Regions from separate parts of the Danio rerio genome. Here region 2 is linked to region 1. Evidence: chromatin contacts called from public Hi-C data. All regions are on one chromosome and are shown on one strand. Each heading gives the region's core, a stretch centred on a gene start, on an enhancer-like site or on the middle of the called end of the contact. The rest is flanking DNA. Distances are from core to core; before and after follow the strand shown. Region 1 holds the start of srm (spermidine synthase). Region 2 holds the start of dffa (DNA fragmentation factor, alpha polypeptide).

The links. Hi-C and Micro-C count contacts between places; a contact is called where the count stands out from the background.
Region 2: a Hi-C map of hematopoietic stem cells shows a contact between it and region 1, with 4 times the contacts expected there. The contact joins the promoter of dffa here to the promoter of srm in region 1. A contact is called at or near these places in 7 of 18 Hi-C or Micro-C datasets (caudal fin, embryo, fibroblasts and 3 more) and 2 of 4 datasets of contacts at active chromatin or transcription factors (caudal fin and embryo).

Annotation. Positions count from the first base shown.
Region 1 is chr23:31,651,855-31,656,010 of GRCz12tu, forward strand. It overlaps srm (spermidine synthase), which reads left to right and starts at 1,670. Exons shown (of 8, transcript NM_201034.2): 1 at 1,670-1,930. The coding sequence starts at 1,800. smc1a (structural maintenance of chromosomes 1A) reads left to right here. Exons shown (of 27, transcript NM_001161631.2): 26 at 1-1,176; 27 at 1,219-1,464.
Region 2 is chr23:31,734,886-31,739,307 of GRCz12tu, forward strand. It overlaps dffa (DNA fragmentation factor, alpha polypeptide), which reads right to left and starts at 2,978. Exons shown (of 6, transcript NM_001002631.1): 1 at 2,707-2,978; 2 at 2,288-2,446; 3 at 2,078-2,211; 4 at 621-810; 5 at 230-354. The coding sequence starts at 2,800. It overlaps pex14 (peroxisomal biogenesis factor 14), which reads left to right and starts at 3,488. Exons shown (of 10, transcript XR_012398581.1): 1 at 3,488-3,556.

The DNA of each region.
Region 1 (4,156 bases), core at 420-2,919:
GTACGGGAGTTCTATGCTAAGCTTACAACTGTTAAACACAGTGTAAGTTACTGTCAAAAACTGTCAGAAGTAGCGTGAATGGCGTTAAAATTACTACATTAAGTATATTTTAGAATATACTATGTTAAGTATATTTTAGTATAATGACTTAAAAGTATATTTTTAGTTTTTTTCTTACCCCCTCCTCAGCGCTACTGTCCTCCGATGCAGCAGCCAAATTTAAACCTTTCGAGAATATTTCAGTTAATTTTATGAATTTGGTAGCGTCTGATTTTACAGCCCGTTTTTGCTTTCTCAAAGCTTTTTGGCACCACCTTTTCTTTTTTACAGTTTATCTCTGATAATTAGCACTTACTGTTTGTTTGATATTCTTGCCAGATTTTAATTATGTCCGTGTAACCTCTGATTGGGTCGGATTGGGTTGGCCCATCTCAAAACCAGCCGACCGTCGCAGTTTGGGCCAAATGCTTAACATTTATTATTACTATCATCATCCTCATCACCATCATATTCACATCTTGCAAGGGATAAAATCTACCTGCATATGAAAAATAATACATACATATTTAAAAAAAACAAAATAAATAAAAAACTGATCGGCCCACATTTTTAAAAATGGTCCGGCCCTTCTGGCATTTGCCAGAATAGTCAGATGGCCAATTCCCCGCTGGAACTGCATCACAATACAAAAACATAAATAAATAAATAACGACAGCAGCTTCCGGTTCATACGAACTAAAAGTCTTAATGATGAGATTTGACTAAAATGATTACTTTACCTCATAATTATGACTTTCTATGTTTTTACGTATGTTTTAAGTATGACCTTGTGTATTATTATTATGATTTAGTATGTTATAATGTGGACTTTTTCAAATTTCATGTCAATTCGGACTTTTTAATCATAATTATGATTACTGTCTCAAAGTTAAATATTATCTAAATATTAATAATCTCTTTAGTTTATATTTTCTGTCATAATTCTTACTTTTTATATAATCAGTTTTAATATCATAATTGTGTCTTGTAATTATGACTTTTTATGATTATGTATATCATAATGTTCATAATGTTGACTTTTATATATTAGAATTGATAATTATGTCAATATTATGAGCTTAGTATGTCTTGGACATAATTCAAGTTGTCATAATTTTGACTTGATTTTGACTTTGATCATCTGAAAAATATAATCTTTGTATATTAGCTTTTTATCTCATTGTTAAGACTTAGTTAAGGTGCATCATAATTTCATCATTTTATTCTTATGGTTTTAAGTCATTATTAAGATTTACCAAAGCATGATATATCTATATTTTACATTATTAGAAAAATGCATTTGGTAAAACAAAAATTAAATGGCTAGAAAAGTTTAAATTCAGGCTTATTTAGTACCCTATTTTAGGAAAGTGCCATAAATGTTACCCTAAATGTTACATGGATGGAACAATAAAAACATACCCCAAAATACTATTCGAACTTGTATTAAATTATGGAACATAGACAACCCACATTACACATAGCTTTCCAACTTACCATTACACAGTTAACACATTAGACAATTTTCACGTGGGCTTACCCTCACTGGCATGAAACCAACCGTGCTCGCTTAAACACGCCCTCATTGATGACGTCCGCCAGCTCCCATTGGCCGTCTCTTTATTTCTTACGTTCGGTTGCCCCGCAAAGAACGCCCAACGTGTCAGTCGGCGCTCAAGATCTCCAGTAACTCTCCTTGCAGTGAAGTAGTTTGACCAGACAATTTAAACCCACCGCCGCACTGATTTAAACCCCTGGCAATGGACAATATCAAAGACGGCTGGTTCACCGAGACGTGCACGTTATGGCCCGGCCAAGCCATGAGTCTTCAAGTGGAGGAAGTGTTGTATCATAAAAAGTCGAAGTTCCAGGATGTGATGGTTTTTAAAAGGTGAGTCCTCCCGGTGCAGAGTGGCTGCAATTAGCCTATTTGCTAACTCCCGTATTTCTGTCAGAACTTAATTCAAGTTATCGGTCACCGCTAATGCAAGGAGCAGTGTGATTTACTCACTTTCCACTGAGGTGTTCATTCAAACAGCTCGCAGGTTTTGGGTGTCTTGCTGTGTGTGTGTTTTCGGCTAGCCTGCTAACTGCATAGCCTGCTGTAGGGCTGGCGTGGCACTGACTATTCAAACTGAGTTAATGCTTTCAGTTTATTATAAACATAACGTTAAGTATTGTATTGCAGTGTCATACTGTTTTAATATATACGTTTATGCATTATTAAAGTGTATATGCGTATAATAATCATGTGGTACATCACCATTATTGAAAAGAACAGCATGTCACTGGCCTTTATATTCAATCTAAACACTTATTTCTGCTCTATTGGAGGTCTACACACTGACTTGTTACCAAATGTGATTTACACTGTTTGTACTGTAACGTCAAGTCATTCATACTAAAATACAGATTTATAATCGATGTCTTGAAATGGTTAAATTATTATATTGGCACGTGATGATGGGTGTTTCCCAATAGGACACTGAAATATGATAGTCCTCTTGCGAGAAACCAAGTCCTAAAAATGCATATAGAGACTAATTTTATACCTACTCTGAAAAAAGGAATCATAAGTAGGTCAAAAAGTATTATTTGGAAAATGTTTAGTTTCTTTTAAGTAAAATAGTTATTTTATTCACTTACTGCATTTATTCATTTATTTGATTGTTTTACTAAAATATATATTTAATTTTAATTCAATGCGTGTTTGTATTTTTGGTCAAATCAGGGTATCTGCGTGGTTTTAATGTCTTAAGTTTCAAAAACAAAATTTTAGGCCTTAAAACGTCTTGGATTCATTAAAATATGGTGGTTTAGGTCTTAAATCATTTTAAATTGGTCTTAATTTTCCTCTGTCCAAATACCAATTGACCTGACGTCCATCCAATCACCAGCAACCCATCTTAATAAAATCAGGGGAAGACAACTAAAAACAATTACACAGTTCCTCATGATATTAACAGAGCAGTTTATCCCTTTGTTATCTTCCACTCTTACAAAAACTGTTTACAGAAAGGGGAGTAGACATAATATTTATAAATAGGCTATTAGGCATGAAACGGAAAAGGTATGAAAAAAAAGAAGTTGCACCTGATCAATTTGGACCAAAAGCCAACAGATATACTGTATATATATTGATTTTTTTTATGTAATTGCCTCCAAAATAAATATACTTTTAATAATGTTAAACTTGCATTTATTTCCCAGTGACGGGTTGCAGCCAGAAGGGCATCCGCTGCATAAAACATGCTGGATAAGTTGGTTGTACATTTTGCTGTGGTGACCCCAGATTAATAAAGGGAGTCAGCTGAAAAGAAAATGATTGAATGAATAAACTTGCATAAAAAAAAAAGATATATATTTTTTATAATATATATATATATTTATATATATATATATATATATATATTATGTTTAAAATAGTGTATACAACTACAGTTTTCTTGTTTTGACGCATTAAAGTGTTGCTAAGAAGTAATTACTGTGGCAAGCAAAAAAAAAAAAAAAACATTTTATTGGCCTAACCGAGCCATTAGTGTTTAGCCCTGTATAAGTCTAAAATTTCAGTCATAATGGTCTTAAAAGGGCATTAAAAAGTCTTAAATTTGACTTGACAAAACCTGCAGAAACCCTGTCAAATAAATGCTCTTTGGCAATCTTTCGAAGGCATAAAAATCAATCAAATGGTTTTCAATCATACTGCAGCAAAATTACAAAACAATTCACCTTTAATATAGATGTAAATGTTTTCCCAATACATCAGATCGCCTTAATTTTATATTTCTGAGCAAAACTAATGGTAAAGTATTTAGAAGTTTAAATCACAATTGAGAGTTTTACAATAGCTTATTCAGAAAAAATAAGCATACTTAAAAGTATATTTTGATATGCATTTGCAAATTAAAATATATGAAAAGAGATTAGTTAGGTTATTGCACAATGTCGTATTTTAATGTGATAAATTTTTTTATATTTGTTTGAATCTAATTTTGCTGTATTTGTGTATAAATATTTCATAATAGGTAATCTATTGTAATATGATTTATTTCATTCATACTAATAATTTGTATCTTAATGTTTATTTTAAATATTTTAAATTTTTATTTATTCATTC
Region 2 (4,422 bases), core at 1,728-4,227, 84 kb after region 1:
CACTTGCCCCAAACTTCATTGATTAATGCTTCTAGCTGGCATCCAATGATTACCATGGTGAATTTCTTTTGCCAACAACCAGCATTCTTCAAAATATCTTCTTTTGTGTTCAATAGAAGAACAAAACTCTCATAAAGGGAGAGTAAATCATGAAGTCACTTTCATTTTTGTGTGAACTAACCCTTTAAATAAATCATAAAAACACAAGAAACTTTACCAGACATCATACCTGCAGCTCTTGGTTGGAAAGTCTGGTCTCTGGGTATCTTTTGTCCCTCAGAACCATTAGTGTGGTGGAGCTGAACCCTGCTGCGGCCTCCACCTGCACCCCATCTGTCTCATCTAGGTTAGCACCTGCAGCAATGACAGTAGATAAATGTCCTAAAAGCACTGGAAAGATTGGTTCTGTCATAATAACAGATAAGCTGTTGATCATCCAAGCTGCTACTTTTCTTCAATCAAGCAAACGCAGAAAAAAGGGGCTTTCATAAACTGGTACAGTATTTAGAAACAGCTCAGTGACGCCATCTGGTGGACGCTGAGGCAAAGCTGCTTATTTGGGGATTTTACTAGGGATTGTAGGAATTGATTTCTAATGTTTGTTGTAAACATATCCTTACTTTCTTCCTGTGGGTCCCAAGTGCCTTCTCGCTCCATGGCTTTCAAATAGAGCCTCAATAAGTCTTTGGACTGCCTCTCTTCTTCTCTACGGTCCAGCACTCTTTGCAGTGTGTCCTGTAGGACGTGGGTTTTCTGCTGTGAGAATTCCAACGCTGAAGCCAGATCGGAGCGTGGCACATCTATTAAACTCTATAAATATATTTTAATTTAATTATTCTCTGTAAGCCAGGTAAGGAACATTGGCTAATGATATTATATTGTATTGGGGTGAAACGTTTTGGCTTTTTGTTCATCAAGGCTAGAATAATGCAAGAGAAATACAGTAAAATATTACATAAATAAATGAATATGTTAGTTTAAAGTAGCTGTTTTTTATTTGAAAATATTTTATTATTAATTTATTCCTGTGATAAAGAGATGCATTTTCCCTTTTTTAGCTTCATCGCTCCTGTCTTCAATTTCAAGAATAGAAGTAGTACTCAATAATATTTAGAATTATTATTATTATGAATATTGAAGATATTTTATGTATAAGATCTTTTTTTTTCAAATATATATATATATATATATATATATATATATATATATATATATATATATATATATATATATATATATATATATAATGAATTTAACAGGTCAACATTACATTGATTAAACTAAAGAATCCTTATAGAAAGTATCATGGTTTCCACTAAATAAATAAATATATAAATAAATAAATAAACAGTGCAGATCAATAAGAACATAAATGAGTACACCTGTTATTGAAAATTAATATTTTTATCCAAATCAATCTGCATTTAAACTAAATAAACTATTAAATGAGTTTGGTTACAATAACAAAAATATTATATTTTATGTTTAATTGTTATCATTAAAATTATTATAATAATATATTATTATTATAATATATTATTATAAAATATAATTATATATTTTTGTAAATATATATTTTTAACTTTTTAAATTGCAATATTTCTATCACAGTTTTTCCTAAGAATAGAAAGACAATACATTTAAATTCAAATGTTTGATAATTACAAACAACAAAACTACAACTAAATGTTATATTTCATCTTTGACAGCTCAAAACAGCTCTTTTACATTTTTAAATATAAACCTTTTGTGAATTTTACCAATTGTGAACATAAAATACAAAAAACATAAGATATCGAAATGATTTCAAACTGTTGACCCTCAGTGTACTTGTACAGTAAATCAGTGTTTCTCAACCAAATTCCTGGAGAACCACTAGCACTGCATGTTTTGGATGTCTCTTTTGTCTGTCACACCCATTACAGCTCTTTCAGTCTGTGGTAATAAGCTGATCATCTGAATCAGATGTTTGGTTAAGGAATGGAAAATGTGCACAGCTGGTGGTCCTCCAGGAACATGGTTGAGAAAAACTGCATTAAATGATAATGTTCAGGTATGTCAGTAATATTAAGAATACCTGTAGATCTGCCTCAGACATGAGGATAATACTGGCCAGATCCTGCCTCAGCTGCTCTGCCAAACTACGCCAAGAGTCAAACCCTCCATCTACTTCCATAGACTCTCTACAAGACTGGGCTGTCCCACCAGCAACTAGACGACAGAGACCAGTTTGTATTAGTAGTTATTTACATAAATGTTTTGGTAATCATAAAAAGGAAAATCTCACTTTGATGAGAATGCATCCATATTTCGTTGGCATCCAACAACATAAATTTAGTATTTGCTGGCAGACACATAAAGTAAGCCTCATCTTCTACAATTGTCCCATCATTTTCCAGCACCACTGAGACTGATGCACTGGGACAGAAGCCTAGACTCTCAGCACCTGTGGGAGAGAGATGAAGATGGTTCATGTGACCAGCTGAGCAAAGGGGATCAAGCTTTTGTAATATCGGCTTATTTGTGAATTATTTATATAGCAAAAAGCATTCTTTATATATAATATCTGTTTAATTTAAACAATGCTGTTATTTTGTATGTGTATGCTTAATTCAACTAAACTTTCATGTAGCGGACCACTTATTAAACTCAGGCTTAAAATCACATATTAGCATATTTGAATTGATTCATATTTTTCAGACAAACCTTTTATTCTGAGCTGATCAAGAGAGGTCACGGCCAGTCCGTAGCACTTCTGTCGGCTGACGTTACACACTTTACATGGTTTTAATTCTGTCATGACGATGTTCAAAGTTCAGAGATCACAATTTACTTTCTTTAGAGCATCACCTTTTGTTTTTGATTGTTAGTTTTGTGTCTAAAGCCTCACAACTAACGTTAAACTAAATATTCTCAACATATTTGTAACACTGTACTAAAAGAATTGAAAATAAACATTGTAGATATCTGCTTCCGTGTTGTGAAACGCGCTGCTGATCGAGTCTGTCACAGCTTGTTTGCCTTGCGACGTGAACGAATAGTTCTTTTGAGTCGATTCCTTTTGACAAACTAATTGAACTGATAAACGAAAGCGCGACAACGCGGTGAATTGTTGTACGTTCAAGTCCATCATAGACTTTTTGCGGTTGTATAGTATTCAAAATAAGTGCCTATGGGATTTTGGCAACATACCATATAGTGTCCAATACTCCACACTTATTGTTGCTGTTGTTACTATTACTACTATTATTAGTATTACTAAATAAAAACATCATTCGAGTACTAAAAAAAGGTACTTTGCTTTTATAAAGGTTGGGTGGCTTTTCTGTACCCAGTGTTAGTTGTTATACACTGGGTACAGAAAAGCCACCCAACCTTTATAAGACTCTTTGAAAAGAACTGTTCAAAAGAACCGACCATCAAAAACGACTCGAACTTCGCATCGCTAGTTCAGACTACAGTAATCGAGCTCCGGTGACGCGATAGCGTCGTTAGCTTCCTGGCTAACAGCGCTGAAGAGATGGCATCCCAGGACCAACCTGACCCGCAAAATCAGGTAGTTAATAGCATTCCTCCAGCTGATAATATGCATTTTGATTGTTCGGCCGTGGACGTGCATAGTGAATGCACTATTTGTCACGCCTTAATTGTTGATAAGTCAATAATAAGGTTGTCCCATGTTGTTTTGGAAAAGTTTTAGCAGGGTTGCTAGCGTCCTGCTTACTGATCCTATACAGTTAGACAGATGTGTGTGACAGTTGCAGGTCACAGAGAACACTGCTTTCAGGAGATTTCCCCATGATTTAACGTTAACGTCAAGCGGAACAGTTATACAACAATTATCATCTGTTATCTGTTATGTTCATTCAAGGGTCATTGACCCTGAAAACATGACAGGACACAACCATTCCTCCATGTGCTGGTTATCTCTTATTAAAGAACTGTTGACAGCTATCATGGAAGCTTTATTTATCCAAATTATTAGCTACAATGTAAACGTGTATAAGCAAACAAACAGCACGTTATAATTTAGCCATTTTCATGCTGTTCTAATTCTTTACTTTATGCATATATTTATGGTATAGTCGGATACAAATAAGTAAAAATAAAAATCAGTATAATGTATACATTTCATTTAAAGGATAGTACAAGCATATCTTACTATACAAAGAAACAACTAAAAAAGACAGAAAAATTATTTAACAATTTATTATATTTAATTTGATATTTAGCTGATGTATATTGTTTGCATCAATCCCAGATAGCAAAATATACTCGGGCCAGTTCCGGCTAGATTGTCGCCTGCCGGAGACTAACCCCTCGGCCCAACTTCGGCTGCCGGACTCGGGCCGGATGCCTGTGGACTCACTGCCCGATTCCGGCCCGAATCAAGCGGGCCAGATGCGGCGGCCGTAAGCGAGC